Linked DNA regions of Triticum aestivum: region 1 is linked to region 2. The links are chromatin contacts, called in public Hi-C maps. All regions are on one chromosome and are shown on one strand. Each heading gives the region's core, a stretch centred on a gene start, on an enhancer-like site or on the middle of the called end of the contact. The rest is flanking DNA. Distances are from core to core; before and after follow the strand shown.

Region 1 (3,299 bases), core at 688-3,187, 300 kb before region 2:
TGTCACCCAGGGGGGCTACTCGAGCGGCGTCGAGTCCTCCCGGTGAAACCTTACCCTTCCTCGCCTCTTCCCAACCTTGCCGCCACCTGCAGGCGTCATTGGGGCAAAGAATCGTGCAATGCTAAGCGGCGGGGAGGCGTCCCTCTCACAAGGGCTACTATCTCTCATTGGGAATTCATGACCCGTGGCGCCGTCGCCGATTGGGTCAATCTGTGCCATCTCATCATCTGCGGGTGCTCCACCGTCTGGGCCATTGTTGTCGTGGACAAGGGGTATGTGGTTGGCTTGTGCCTGGGGGGTCCTTGGCCGCCTCCTTAGCTTGGGCTCCATCCATATCCGTCAGGATTGGGCGTGGGTTGCCGCTAGCGGGGCAGCATTGGTCCGATCAAGAGGCGGGCGAGTCATTGGGGTTGTGCCTAGAATGTGGAAGTCTCCCTTGCTTGTTGGCCCTCTAGTGGTGCCTTGGGAGCGGGTGGCCGCGATGTGAGAAAGGCAGTTGCCTCTCTTTCGCGCTTGGGTGGACTCCCTGGTCAGCAAGGAGCCATCTTGTGACAGTCGTCGTTGACAGTACTGGTGGTGGTGTAGGGCACGGATTTGTGAATGCCAAAGCGGCGGCCCTGGGTGGCAGTTTGTCTGGTTGGCTCTTCAGCGAGCTTCATGACGATTGTGGTGTCGGTGTTCCTCGGTCATGTGTGAGGAGCGAGGAGGCGGGAATCCAGACGTTGGTGGTGCTTTGACGGTGGCAGCGGTCATGGTGACCATGGTACCTCAGGGCGACACGGGTGAGGCTCCGGGCAAAAGCTTCTTGCTCCCACAATGGCAACGGCGATGCCTACGGGTGTCTTGTCCCTCTTGGGGGCATTGTTGTGGACTTGTGGTTCTCTCCTAGCACCAGGGTTCCACGTGAAAACCCTTGATCATAACTTTGGTCTCAATAGCGGCGGTGCTTACCATCGTCACCCACTTGGGGGCGTTGTCATGGAGCTCAGATTCCCTCTGGTCGCGTCTCCTCGGCATCGGCGAACAAACTCAGATTCTAACTTGAAGCTCCTTTGGCACTGGAGTGGGGCGGTCCTGACGGCTTCCTATCTTTTACGCGTGCCATCTCGTCACCGCTCTCAGCTCTCATTGTCTGCAAACAGGATCGATGATCCATGGCTCAGAGCGAGAGGGCGAGAGGGCCTCTTGGGCGACTTGTGCGTGCGTGCGTGTGTGGGCATGCGTTGCATCGGTGGCCGATGGTCTCTCAAGGAGGTGTGGTTTCACTTCTAGTTAGTTGCCTTGGGGTGCTTGTTGGTGGGGTGTGGGTACTCCTATAATCTTGTTGTATCTTGGCGAAAGCCTTTTTGTTTTTGTCGCGTGTAAAACTTTTTAAAACTCCTTATTAGTTAATGGATGAGGCTAATCTTATGCCTCTCATAAATAAAGAATACGACAGCAAAGTGCACTGCAGGCCATGCAGTCAAATGAGAACCAATAAGCAAACTACATGGGAGGGGGTGTACCTCAGTATTCACATTGTGACATCACCCACGCGTGTTTCAATCAATCCATGGTCAGGCACCGGTTGGCCTAGCCACGGTTCATATATGTGAAAATGAACGACCAATTGACTCAAATCTCCACTCTACGATGATCGGAAAAACGGGAAATATCAGACAAGGATCATACCTGGAATCAGATAAGAGACATGCAGCACCTCTCTGCACTCAGCCTCAAGTTGTTCGTCGGGCAGGCTTCCAGAAGGAGCGTCTTTGCCAACAGACTTATATCCCTGAATTGGCTTGACAAGGCAAATATCTGCAAACGAGAGCAAAGTTGAATCAGCTCGAATGTACCGAAAAGTAAAGAGTACAAGTCAGTTTCAAAGGATTGAACCCAAAAAAAAAAACCTTGAATCCACAAATGATCAAGAGGCACATGGACACACAAGTGCCTATGTTGTCGTCAGAAGTTGCCTGGTCACTTTGTCGACAAAGTCCCAGAGGCACATGGACACAAGTGCCTCGACCTACCTCACAGTCACGACGCCAAACATTAACACAAAGGCATGCCAGAGTTGAGAGGATAACATAGTCCCATGGTATCCCCTTCATCAATAAAACATGGATTTCTCACGTTCAGTAGGAAATTTATAAGAGGCACATTACCTCGCCAGAGATAATAGAAAGTAGAAACAAGAGTTATGCATGACACAAATGAAAACTTGCACTGAAGAATTAACTAAGATATACAGAACGTAAGCTACTCCCTCCACCCCATAATATAAGAGTGTTTTTTAGGCTAGTGTAGTGTCAAAACCCCTCTTATATCAGAAGGAGTAGTATTTACCTCTGTCCCAAATTACATGTCTTACTCCTTCCGTTTCAAAATAGATGACTCAACTTTGTATAAAGACTTTATACAAAGTTGAGTCATCTATTTTGGAACGGAGGAAGTACATTTGTCTAGACATGGATGTACCTAACACTAAACCGTGTCTAGATACATCCGTATTTAGACAAATTCAAGACAAGTAATTCGGGATGAAGAGATTACGAAATTAGTAAAGGAAATACCTTGGAACAAGAACTAATCATGCATCTGTCGAGCCTCTTCAAGCCGTGAGTTGCCTTGCCAACGGTTGATCTGATAAAATGGTAAAGTTGAATCAGCTCGAATCTAGTACTCCATAAATAGAAGGAAAATCACCTTGACACTTGAGGATTACACAATAGAAGGAAAATCAGAGAATGGAACGGAGGGAGTATAACAATCTTACTATTAACTTGGACCACCGTGCCTCCTCTCCCGTCTCCATAAACTCTGGTTCGTCCCATGAACACTTGAGGATTCAGCCTCGTGACTTGCGCGCCGTAGTCCCAGAGGCACATGCACGGGCCTATGCCTCGGACACCATCTCAGCCACCTCGCCGGGCATGAACAGGACTCGCCGGGGATTCACTAGAAGAAAGAGGTGCAGAGGACAACCAACATACATAGTCCGGCACAGCCTCTCATTCTCCATGTCACATGAACGTCAAGCATATGCCTTGGGACTTTCATCCCGGTCGCCTCGGCCGTGGCTGAGCAAGAGCTCACCGGAGGAAGCTATGTGGAGTTGGGCAGGACTTTCCAGAGGAGGAGAGGAATTCCGAGAGGAAGATGCACGGCTCACGGACATCCTCACGGCCACGTCGGCTTCATGCAAAAGAGCTCGCCGGAGTTCATCAGGAAAGAGTTAATTCAAAGCTGCAAAAGAACAATTAACTCAGAGATACAGAAAGACAGACAAACAAACAATCGAATAAAAAATAGAG
Region 2 (3,112 bases), core at 516-3,015:
ACAAAAATACCAACTTTGCTTCGGTGTAAAAAACCAAGGTCAACATATACTTTTTCTAGAAAAAAATGGTGTATGATCCGGTTCTATGTTTTCATTAAGGTCAGTGTATAATTTTGTCCAAAAAAATGTTTGTGGAGGAAATCACCAATTTATATCCCTCTGAACACGGATTTTTTTTTCGTTGTTGAGGGGAATTTTGACAAGTCATATGAGACTCGACATTATATGTATGTTTGATACTCTTGAGTTCTTTGCATTTTTTATATCGATTTCTTTATGATTTCATCATTTTGTTTCGTTTCCTTTGACCTTTATTTCCAACAATTCCTTAAAAAAATACTACTCCCTCGATCCGAAATAAGTGACAAAGTTTTGAATTGATATATAAAAAAGTGTCGCAGTTTTGAATTGGATATAAAAAAAGTGTCGCAGTTTTGAATTGGAGTTAGTCCAAAATCGTGACACTTATTATGGATCAAAGGTACTCCCTCCGACCCACCATAATAGGCTGCAAACTTTGTTTTTTGAGAAAATAATACGAAATCACTAATTAAGGAGTACTCGTTGCAAAGAACACTCCACTTTCCCAGGTCGCGACAAGTGGCGCCCATGCAGCGCGCCACTTGTCGCAACATGAGAGTTTTCCCTTTTTTCGTAGATCCGTTTATTCAAAACGTTTTATCTCTTAAACCGTGCGTCCAAATCTCGAACCGTTTTCACCATTGGATTCCTCACGTCGAGATCTTCAAAACTAGATCCAATGTCGATAGGTTTTGACGAACTTTTTTTTCACGAAAAAAACGGACGAAAAAACGAACCGGGAGCATGGTTTTTTCCCTTTCCGAAAGAGGCACGTCCGTGCCTCTCGCGAAATCACAACCGTGCCTCTCGTGAAAGCAAAACGGTGACTCTCGTGGAAGGAAAAAAACAGAAAACGCGTTTTTTTTTTCGTTTCCGAGAGGCACGGCCGTGACTCTCGCGAAAGCACAACCGTGCCTCTCGCGAAAGCAAAACCGTGACTCTCGCGAAAGAAAAAAACAAAAAACGCGTATTTTTTCCTTTTCGAGAGGCACGGCCGTGACTTTCGCGTAAGCACAACCGTGCCTCTCGCGGAAGCAAAACCGTGACTCTCACGAAAGAAAAAAAAACAGAAAACGCGTTTTGTTTTTCCCTTTTCGAGAGGCACGGCCGTGACTCTCGCGAAAGCACAACCGTGCCTCTCGCGGAAGCAAAACCGTGACTCTCGCGAAAGAAAAAAAACAGAAAACGCCTTTTTTCGTTTCCGAAAGGCACGGCCGTGACTCTCGATAAAGCACAACCGTGCCTCTTGCGGAAGAAAAACCGTGACTTTCGCGAAAGGGAAAAAAAAGAAAACGCGTTTTTTCGCGTAAAAAAGTTTTTTTTCGAATTTTTTTTGATCGAAAAGCTAAGAAAGACTGGGGGAAAACCAAAATGTCGAAAAAACCCAGAAAAAACCGTTTAAAAAGCCGAAAACGCGTGCGAAAAAATAAAAAAAAACAAAATCCGAAAGGAGCGTCCAGAGCGCGACACGTGGCGAATGGCTGAGAGCGCGTCAAGTGACGCTGATCGTTACGAGGCTCCCGAAGAAGCACTCGTTAACTAGTTGCTTCCGACAATAATAGGCTGCAAACTGAAATAACACAACAAATGGAGAGAGAGAAGCCCATCGACTACGACCCAAAGCGGTTCCGGCCCACTGCATCCATCACCGTCGAACCGCACAAGTTAGGACGGGTGTCCCGATCCAACGTCTGCACGACACCGGCTCAGTCGATAAAGGCAGCGCCACTCCCCGTCGACTCGGGAAGCTTCCGGACTCCACGCGAACCTTGATCTCCTCTCCTTCCTCCCCTCGGGCGGCGCAACTCCCCGATCGATCCTCCCCGCCCGCGGTAAGCTTCGCTCGATTTGCTCGGTAGCTTGGTTCCCTGTGATCATCCGTCTGATATACTTTACCTAATCACCGCGATGTATTCCTGATCCCGGATTTCGTGTGATCCCCGAGGAAATTTAAGCAGTTTATATTCCAAAATTATTGCCGGTCCTGATTGACGATTCCGCTCATGATAGAAGATGTAAGTGGATGATGGATTGCGGTTGTAATCGCGTCTCAGATCTGTTGGTTCGTTAGACCGTCTGGATAGGTCTGATCTCTGAAGCAAATTCGGCGCAGCAGCGTTATATAGTGTAGTCGTTGCTCTGAATTTTTGGGTGCCAGTGTTCATGTTCATCTATGCGCATAATAGCTGTCGGGGTAGCCGCTGTTTCATTGTAAACTGTTTGTCATTCCCTTGTGTTGATTCGAGAAAACTTTCTTGTGATCTCCTACTGTTTGGTAAACTGCGTGGATACTTAAAAAGTCATGTTCGCCCTTTGACCCTGCGGGCCTGATAGTGTTAGTCTTTTAGATGATAGCTTGTGCTCGCAATTGGTTTTTCTATACTTGAAGATCAGACAAAATAACTGAAATCTGTAGTGAACTATCCCTGTGAAGTCATATAAGTTACTTTTAGGAAGGTAATTATATAAACTTACATACTTGTGTTTTAGTGTCATCTCTAGCAATTAATGTTTGCATCAATGTAACTATATACTATGATTAAATTTTGAATGAGAAAACATGTGATGATGAAGCGATGACATCTTGTACAATGGACAAAATAACGATGTTTTGAGCGCAAAGCGATCATTACAATCTTCTCCCTATTCGAACATAGATTATCCCTTCAAGTTAGTGCTTGATGGTTAGGTTATCCCTTACTTAATCTTCATTGCGCATACGTTGTTGATTTATGAAGTATGTCCAAATAGGCTAGTATGGTCATTTTGTGGCGCATGGAATTGTTTTAGTAATAATGCTTTATGGTTTTACTGTAGACCAATATGAGAAGAGGCTACAGCTACAGTCCATCCCCGCCACCAAGAGGCTACAGGGGAAGGGCCCGTAGCCCAAGTCCCCGTGATCGTTATGATGGTCGGGGTAGAGATCTCCCAACCAGCCTTTTGGTCAGGAACCTTCGTCGTGACTGCAGGTAAGGGTTTCACTGAACTTCCCAGGCTAGTACTAGCATGTATTTTTATATTTCTGCAA

Evidence for each region. A called contact is a pair of places that touch in the nucleus more often than the background predicts.
Region 1: a Hi-C map of leaf shows a contact between it and region 2, with 5 times the contacts expected there. The contact joins the promoter of LOC123051968 here to the promoter of LOC123051967 in region 2. A contact is called at or near these places in 2 of 5 Hi-C or Micro-C datasets (both in leaf).

Annotation. Positions count from the first base shown.
Region 1 is chr2D:105,831,342-105,834,640 of IWGSC CS RefSeq v2.1, reverse strand. LOC123051968 (zingipain-2) reads right to left here and starts at 1,937. Exons shown (of 10, transcript XM_044474984.1): 1 at 1,893-1,937; 2 at 1,672-1,800.
Region 2 is chr2D:105,535,174-105,538,285 of IWGSC CS RefSeq v2.1, reverse strand. It overlaps LOC123051967 (serine/arginine-rich SC35-like splicing factor SCL33), which reads left to right and starts at 1,765. Exons shown (of 6, transcript XM_044474983.1): 1 at 1,765-1,913; 2 at 2,899-3,053. The coding sequence starts at 2,905.